3 separate regions of the Sus scrofa genome follow, and all the other regions are linked to region 1. The links are chromatin contacts, called in public HiChIP or PLAC-seq maps. All regions are on one chromosome and are shown on one strand. The core of a region is the stretch at or near the end of the contact, and the rest is flanking DNA. Distances in the headings are between cores, read along the strand shown. Region 1 holds the start of TM4SF1 (transmembrane 4 L6 family member 1). Region 2 holds the start of WWTR1 (WW domain-containing transcription regulator protein 1). Region 3 holds the start of COMMD2 (COMM domain-containing protein 2).

Region 1 (2,731 bases), core at 145-2,644:
GACTTAAAGCCAAGACAGAGGGCACACGTGCCCAGTTACTGGATGCATGGTGGTGATAGAAGGATGTTTTTGTGAAGAACTTCCTCCCTAGATCTGAGCAGGTGGGACGTTCCAGCTTCCCTGTCTGTACTCAGTTTCCATCCATTTCCCAGGCCAGTCTGGATACCCACTCCTGTTAGTGTGCTCAGCTCCTCTTCCTCTTGGGTCTTCCACCCTATTTGCATCCCAAGTCACTAGCTCCAGCTGGTTCCTCCAGCTTGGTATGTGTCCTGCCCTCTAGATTTGGTCAGAATCCTTTAGATTCTGGCTTCAGCCTGAGCTTCCAGATTCACCAGCCAAGCTCACCTGCCATCTCTGAACTAACAATTCTTCATCCTGGGCTTCTTCCTTTTTTCTGTACTCTTCATACTTCCTAATGATGGAGCCCCTCCAGTTCTGGTCCCACCTGGACATCCTGTCCTCCTTCAGCCTTGCTGGCCAGTGCCACCTGTCACTCAAGGGCTAAAATGATTGAGAAGCCAACCCCTCTTGCTGCAAGATAACCACATCAGAAAGTTGGTTTAACACTGTTCTCTGCCTTTTCCTTCAAGCCTGTAACAGCTCATCTCAGAATCTGGCTGGTAGATGGCTGCTCACCCTTGCACACTCCTCAGCCATGTGTGTTTCTCTCGGTAATTTCAGGCTCTGTCAATCTTGTTTCCCCACTCTGCTTGCCAAGTTGCTTATTCTTCCCTTCCTTTCTTTTTCTTTCTTCTTCTTTTTATTCTTCCCCCAGGCTTTAGGCTTCCCGAGGCCCTTCCTGCTTTGCCTGACGGTAATATTCAGGAACAAAAAGGCGCCTGAGCTTTTTGTGTTGACTAATGCCACCTTTGTTTCGGTGCCAGGTTTGTTTTGGAGGCAGATGTCCAGGAAGGCTGGACAGTAGGCGTAGTCTTGCAGAGCACAGCAGAGGCAGAGGAAAGAAGGCAACTCTGTAATTTTCTCAACAGCTTCCTGAGATCTGTGGGTGATGGTTTGGACACCTTGCCTTTAACAGACAAGGAAACGAGCTCAGAGCTCAGGAGACTTGCCCCAGGTCTTGGATTAAATCAGTGCCGTGGTGGGAGCATACACAGAGCCTTCCAACTGGAAGCTACCCAGACAGCTGCAGTGGAACAGAATCGCAGCCCCAAGCTCGACTATCACGCTGTGGACGCTTGGCACTTACTGAAAAGTTGTAATATAGACTTTCCTGTTTTTTTTTCTAATCCTGTGAAGCAGTTACACAGTGAATTTCTTGTTGAGGATTAATCATTTTCTCTCTTGGCTATGACTGAGGCTGTTTCTCACGTCCTGCCTCTGGTTTCGCTTGTCCCAAGGATTTCATCTGAAGGGCGGGACATTTCCCCACCTCCCTCCACCCCAACCGGAGCCTGCAATCAGGACCAATGAAAGCCCAGTACCTCATCCACCCCGGTGCCTCAGAACTCAGAGTATTTAAGAGGGTGCAGGAATGGGCTGGGAACTCCTTTTGCTTTCTCCACAAACAGGCACGCTTTCATCTGATCTGGGCCATTGCTGAGCCGCCGCACAGTGAAGGAGAAAGAAATAAACTCCACCACCACCACCATGTGCTACGGGAAGTGTGCTCGGTGCATCGGACACTCTCTGGCCTGGCTCGCCGTCCTCTGTATCGTAGCTAATATTTTGCTTTACTTTCCCAATGGGGAGACAAAGTATGCTTCTGAAAACCATCTCAGCCGCTTTGTGTGGTTCTTCTCTGGCATTGCAGGAGGGGGCTTGCTGGTAAGTCACTTGGAACTATTACAGCCTTAAAAACTTCTCTCCCATGAAATGAAATATTTTCATAGAAAGTTTTCTATCAGGCATCTTTCCAAATCCAGGATTGTTGTTCATTCTTCTGAAGGCAGATTTTATGAACCCTGAGATGGGTACAGTGTATTCATTTTATTACATGTTGTTTTACAAAATCTCCTTTCAAAGAAAAGCAAACTCCCTTTGGGCTAAGCTCTTTTCCTTTACAGCTAGAAAGAGATATTAGTTTTAAAATCAGATTCTAGAAACTATAGCGTTTCAGGTCCTGCAGGAGGGAGTCATTTAACATTTGCTCCAGCAGGGGTGGGGGGGTGGAGGTAGGGGACACTGGGAGGAGTTGGCTGATTCTCTGTCTAAATCAACAGAGTTTTGGATCCAGATTCTCTGCTGTTTATTCTCAGGCATTTGTGACAGAAAAATAATGGATTGCAACCGCATTACTATTTAAAAAGGACTATAAATGTTCTCCTTTATGTAAGCCTGGGGTGTGGCGTTCAGGAAAAAAATCCTTCAGTTAGCAGCAAATCAGTGTCTGAAGCTAATAGTGGAATGTGTTGCTTTTTCCAAGGTCTGTTTCTAAGTGAAGTGAGAGGAATTTGCCTGCCAACCTGGGAGTTGAAAGCATTAGCTTCAACCACAGCATGGAAAGAATGTGGACAAACTTGAGTTTGCCACTTTAAAATGCTGGCATTAAGAATTTTGAAGAGAAGTTTTATGGAATTGCTAATACCCTACAGAACACTTTTCTTAGTCAAATAGAGTGTATTTAAACTTAATGTACTAACTGTGGTATGGCAAATCTATTTTGAATTTAAGCATTACTATCATGCTAACATAATGACTTGTCTTTTTTCCCTACTAGTTCTCGAGTTAGTTTTTGTTTTGTTTTATTGAGGTATAATTTCAGAATCATTTG
Region 2 (2,700 bases), core at 196-2,695, 290 kb before region 1:
CTCGAAGCCACTCTCTCCGGCCCCCAAATGGAGTGGGGACAAGGGAAAGAAGGAATTGAGTTGCTCCAGAGGGTCAGGCAGCCTCTTACTTCCCTCAGCTGTCTTAGCATGCTAGATCTAGAAGCAGGGGGTCTCCACCACTTGCCCAGATCCAGTCGGTGGGAGGGTGGGTGTTTTTTCCGGGTCACTGGCGCACCCTTTCTACTCCCAGCCACCTGCTCTGGTTCCATCCCGGCTCCAGGCTCTTCGGAGGGCGTCAGGGACATTCCAATCCTCCCACTAACCCGCGCGGATGTCTCTGGAGAGAGGGGGGCGCAATTGCTCTCCTTTTCCAGCGCCCAGCTCTGGCTAGGTTTCTTCTCAATTCCTAGTAACTCGAGTCACCCCGGAGAGGAAAAAAAGGATTGATAAAAGGTTTGAAGATTGTTTGTTTACAATGAACCAGTTGACGAAGCCCCATCCCTAACGACAGAAGCACTTTCTGTGAGCCGTCTACGCACGAGCAGACAATTGAAAGCCAAACTGCCGAGGTGCCTCCTCGCCAGACCAAATATGGTCACGAGCTCTCAGCAGCCTCCCTTGGAAATGCTGGCCTCGTTGGTGTCTACTCGAGTCGGGGCGCACCCAGGCCCGCCCTATGGGTCAGTCCCGGGATCCTGTGCTCAAAACTTCGGCACGGCACCCTGCATGAAGAGAGGGAGCGGCGCCTAGGACAGGCCCTTCCTCGATCTGGGCCCCTCACCCTCGTGCCCTCCGCCGCCCCCAGCCTTGGTTTCGGTCCGCAAGTCCTTGATTAAACAGGCTCGGGCCACTTTCCCTTTGATCCCGCCCCAAGTCCGTGGTAAACTCAAAGGAATGCAGATCCAGGGCTCCGCGGGAGAGGTCCGCGCGACCAGGAGGAGTGGGTGGGGGGTACCCGGCTCCTCTTACCCTGCAAAGTACCCAGCAAGCCCAGGGTTTTCTGCAGCCGGGGTGGAAAGAGGAGGAGGAAGGGGAGGGACGAGCGGGGGCAGGCAGCCTCTGGACTTGGAGGTCATGCATAATTCAACAGCTCAACTTTCGGGCCCGCCTCTTTCCTGGGAGTGGGAGTTTGCTCCAAACTTTGTTTATGGGACAGTCGGGGATCCGCGGCAGCCGCTGAGTCTGCTTCACCTCCGCCTCCTCTCGGAGCGCGAGCGCCTGAGGCCAGTTCGGGGGATGTGAGAGCCGAAGCCCCTAGGCTGCCAGGCACCGAGTCGGGTCGGAATTTGCCAGCCGGGCCCCGGCTCCAGCCCTGCAAGTTCGGAACGCACCCGAGTGACCCAGGCCCGACTGCGAGTTCGGGCGGAACGGCGGCCGCCGCACGCCCAGACTCGGCTTCTCTGCGCGCCCAGGTAGTGCCCGCTGGCGCGCGCCCGTTCACCCGGCACCACTCCAGGGCGCTTGGCTCCTCGGGTTCCGGAGGCGAGATATCTCGGAGTTGGCTCGGTTGAAACTTTTTTGGGGGCTGCCTGCCCTGGAAAGTTTCGACCTGTCCTTTGCCACTAGCAGTTCAGCCGCGTCTCCAGGGCAGTTAACTTCCAGCAGTGCCCTCCCCCCCTTTTCCTGGTAACTTCTGGGCTTCAAGAAAGTTGCATAATTCTCGAGGTTAGAAGGGACCCCTCCCCCATCCGGCTGGTCTTACTGATGGGTGTCTGGGGTCTCGAGGAGGACCCCTATGTGTCTCCTTTCTTTTCTTTTGATTCTACCCCCGCGCCCGCCCTGTACCCCTTTCTTCAACCTTACATAAAAAAGGTTAATCCGACTTCTTTTCTCCTTACAGAAGATGAATCCGGCCTCGGCACCCCCTCCGCTCCCGCCACCCGGGCAGCAAGTGATCCACGTCACTCAAGACCTAGACACGGACCTGGAAGCCCTCTTCAACTCCGTGATGAACCCCAAGCCCAGCTCTTGGCGGAAGAAGATCCTGCCTGAGTCGTTCTTCAAGGAGCCTGACTCCGGCTCGCACTCGCGCCAGTCGAGTACCGACTCGTCCGGTGGCCACCCCGGGCCCCGGCTGGCCGGTGGCGCCCAGCACGTCCGCTCGCATTCGTCTCCCGCTTCTCTGCAGCTGGGCACTGGCGCGGGTGCTGCTGGCAACCCGGCGCAGCAGCACGCGCACCTCCGCCAGCAGTCCTATGACGTGACCGACGAGCTGCCCCTGCCCCCGGCTGGGAGATGACCTTCACGGCCACTGGCCAGAGATACTTCCTCAAGTAAGTCAGCCTGGAGCTAGGGGGGACACAGAGTCATGATACTTAGCCCACCCACGCTGGTTCTTGTGCGTGTGTGTGCGTGTGTGCGTGTGTACGTGTGTGTGAAATGAGTGCCCTTCCACGGTTTTTTCCCCAGAGATCTGGGAAGCTTGAAGTAGGGAGTGAATCTCTGGGTATTGGAATTGTAAGAGATCAACTTGTAAGAGTCTGGTGAAGGTCTTACAGAGTCCTGGAAGTCACAAGAGATTCAGGACATGGAGATTCTTCAAAGTAGGAGTAAAAAAAGTGCTTTTTGGAGGATTCTCATGAAACACATAGGTGACTGTCCTTGAATCTGGAGTACCTATGCAGATTGCTGGACCCAAGCTCTAATCCCTTCCCTGCCCCCTCTAATCAGATAATTCAGAGCCTGGTCCATTGGGTTCGAGACACAAATGTAAATGCCAGAAAAGTTCTGAGGCTTGGG
Region 3 (3,008 bases), core at 120-2,619, 370 kb before region 1:
TCAGTGGTTAACGAATCCAACTAGGAACCATGAGGTTGCGGGTTCGATTCCTGGCCTTGCTCAGTGGGTTAAGGATCCGGTGTTGCCGTGAGCTGTGGTGTGGGTTGCAGGATCGGCTCAGATCTGGTATTGCTGTGGCTGTAGCGTAGGCTGGAGGCTACAGCTCCGATTGGACTCCTAGCCTGGGAACCTTCATATGCCTCAGGTGCGCCCGTAGAAAAGACAAAAAGTCAAAAAAAAAAAAAAAAGCCATTTTTGCTTATCTGCAACTTATAGTCTAAGTAAAAATTGTGCTCTCTCTGCAAATGCTCTTCAAGACCTAACAAGATTAAGGACCTGCCTTTCTATACCCCAGTGGAGGAGACAATTTCAGTTTCAGTCAGATGTGAGGGATGAGGTAGACACAGAGAGCAGAGCTAAAAAAAAAAAAAAAAAAAAAAAAAAAACTCTTCCAACGTTCACTTCTGCTCAGGAGACTTGAAGTATAGAAAGCTGTCTCAATCCTTAGATATAACCACAGATGTGAAGTCTCTCTTTTCCCCTACCCTTTCCGCCATCAAGAGGGTGATATTTGAAGAGTCACATTCCTATCGATGAGCAATTCTGTAGTGTAGTTTCTTATATTTAAAACCACAGCAGATGGGAAGAGTGAGTTGGGAAAGGAACTGAATTCTCACACTATCCTCAACACATGACATTAAAGAGAAGCATAGTCATTGGCCTACTTTCTTCCTCATCTTTATCAAGTTCTGATACAAACCTGTTACAAACCTTCAGCTTTCAGCCTGCTGTGTAGAATGATGAATTTTGGAGCATGTGATCAAGGGATCTGACCTTCTTTCAGCTCTGTCACTGGCTTATAACGTAATCTTTGGAGCTTCGATTCTTCATCTGAACAAATGATATCCCACGCTGTAAAAACGATCCACCTGTACAAACAATGCCATGGCTACTGAGCGCATTAAATGAGATAGATCAATATAACATACACAAAAACTCCGTGGAAACTAATAACTCTATAAAAGTTACTTTCAGTTGCTTGGCCTGTCTCGCAGTTTCCTTTTCATCTAAAGGGAACAATAATGGTACTTACCTCATAAGGTTCTTGGGAACTCTAAATAAGTTAATATATGTAAAGAACATTTCCTGACATAGTACTTAATGTTAGCGATTGACCTTATTAATGTAAGCGCCACAAGGGGGCGTGTCGAATTTTAAACTTCTCTTCATCCTCCACAGAGCCTAGCATCCTGCGCCCAGCAGAGGACCTCTCATTTGAGAACAGAAGAACCCTCTGATCCCAGTATGCACCGCGGCAGAAGTTTGCGAGTAGGACTGCCGAAAGCCGGAACTCAAAGCTCGGGGACGCTGAGGCGCCGGAGTCTCTTTACGTTTGGACAGAAGGCCCGGAAGTGGCGAGGGCGGGGATAGTGCTGCGGGTTGAAATCCGCATACCGGTGAAGATGCTGCTTGACCTGTCCGAGGAACATAAGGAGCATCTTGCCTTCCTGCCGCAAGTGGACAGCGCAGGTCAAGGGCGAGGCGGCAGAGGGTGGTGCTCTGCGCTTTGGGGAGGGGATCGGTGTCGTGGGGCGGGGGGAACCTCACGGTCTCCTGGCTTCCGTTGCAGTGGTCGCCGAGTTTGGGCGAATTGCGGTGGAGTTCCTGAGGCGAGGCTCGAACCCCAAGATCTACGAAGGCGCTGCGAGTAAGAAAGGGAAAGGTGCAACCTTGCAAACTGCGCGGGGAAGTGCGGGCCGTTTTCTGTTGCCCTGGAGACGAAAGGATTATTGAGAATCTAAGGGTTTATTCCCGTTGTAGCAGAATAAAACAGAAAGGCTCTTCCGTTAGGGCGCAAATCCTGCCGGTCCTCTAAGTATTGTTTTTTAAAGCTTGTATTAAGTCGATTTCATCAGGTGTAAATAGACATACCATCTGCCAGAGTTACCGTTGCTTAAACGCACCCAAGTGTGTGGAATCGATGGGTGAACCATAAATATGCAAGTGTTTAGTTATTATTAGGTTTTTTAAATTTTTTACTAAAGTATAATTGATTTACAATGTTACGTCAACCTCTGCTGTACAGCAAAGTGACCCAATTATGTATTTTCTTTTTCTCATGTTTTCTTCCATCATGTTCTAGCACAAGTGATTGGATATAGTTCTCTGTGCTGTGTGGCAGGACCTCATTGCTTATCCATTCTAAGTGTAATAATTTGCATCTGCTAACCACAAACTCCTGCTCCATCCCATTCCCTCCATTCCCACCCGTGGCAATCACAAGTCTATTCTCCATGTCTGTGAGTCTGTTTTTGTTCGTAGGTAGGTTCATCTGTACCATATTTTAGCTTCCACATATAAGGGATATCACATAGTATTTGTCTTTCACTTTTTGACTTAGTATAAGAATCTCTAATTGCATCCATGTTGCTACAAATGGCATTATTTCATTCTTTTTTATGACTGAGTAGTATTTCATTGTGTGTATGTCACACATCTTCCTAATCCATTCATCTGTCGATGGACATTTAGGTTGATTCCATGTCTTGGATATTGTGAATTGTGCTGCTATGAACATAGGGGTGCATTATCTTTTTTAATTATAGTTTTTCAGGATATATACCCAGGAGTGGGTTATTATTAATTGTTCAAACATCTGCTTTTGCTGAAGTATTCCTTCCTGCCTCCCCCTACCCCGCACCCAGAGGAAGGGTGGTTTCTGACATTGTCCCTTCTGCCAGGCTTGAAGTAGCTGTGCACTCAAGAGAAGGACTATGCGCCTGGTATTGTCTTCACAGGTTTGCATTTTGTAAAGAAAGTTATGTGGTGGGAAATACAGAAGGCATTTGACTGGGAGTGGAGAATGAACAGCCTCCTAAATGAACAGGAGGCTGTTACTAACTCATATTTTACTGCAGTCTTTGAAAACATGGAATAACAGATAATATTTATTCTTAAGAGTTTGAATAAACGAGTAAATGCCACATATTTTACTTGCTCACTTTTCC

What was found. HiChIP or PLAC-seq counts read pairs in DNA pulled down with a chosen protein or histone mark.
Region 2: an H3K27ac HiChIP or PLAC-seq map of skeletal muscle shows a contact between it and region 1. The contact joins the promoter of WWTR1 here to the promoter of TM4SF1 in region 1. A contact is called at or near these places in 1 of 47 Hi-C or Micro-C datasets (heart right ventricle) and 1 of 2 datasets of contacts at active chromatin or transcription factors (skeletal muscle).
Region 3: an H3K27ac HiChIP or PLAC-seq map of skeletal muscle shows a contact between it and region 1, with 5 times the contacts expected there. The contact joins the promoter of COMMD2 here to the promoter of TM4SF1 in region 1. A contact is called at or near these places in 1 of 47 Hi-C or Micro-C datasets (heart right ventricle) and 1 of 2 datasets of contacts at active chromatin or transcription factors (skeletal muscle).

The regions. Positions count from the first base shown.
Region 1 is chr13:89,598,723-89,601,453 of Sscrofa11.1, reverse strand. TM4SF1 (transmembrane 4 L6 family member 1) reads left to right here and starts at 1,394. Exons shown (of 5, transcript XM_003132478.4): 1 at 1,394-1,785. The coding sequence starts at 1,609.
Region 2 is chr13:89,888,292-89,890,991 of Sscrofa11.1, reverse strand. WWTR1 (WW domain-containing transcription regulator protein 1) reads left to right here and starts at 1,445. Exons shown (of 8, transcript XM_013992351.2): 1 at 1,445-1,626; 2 at 1,802-2,186; 3 at 2,189-2,234. The coding sequence starts at 1,805.
Region 3 is chr13:89,967,945-89,970,952 of Sscrofa11.1, reverse strand. COMMD2 (COMM domain-containing protein 2) reads left to right here and starts at 1,369. Exons shown (of 5, transcript XM_003132482.5): 1 at 1,369-1,530; 2 at 1,631-1,708. The coding sequence starts at 1,464. It overlaps LOC102162381 (a long non-coding RNA gene), which reads right to left and starts at 1,292. Exons shown (of 3, transcript XR_001299763.2): 1 at 1,094-1,292; 2 at 761-929.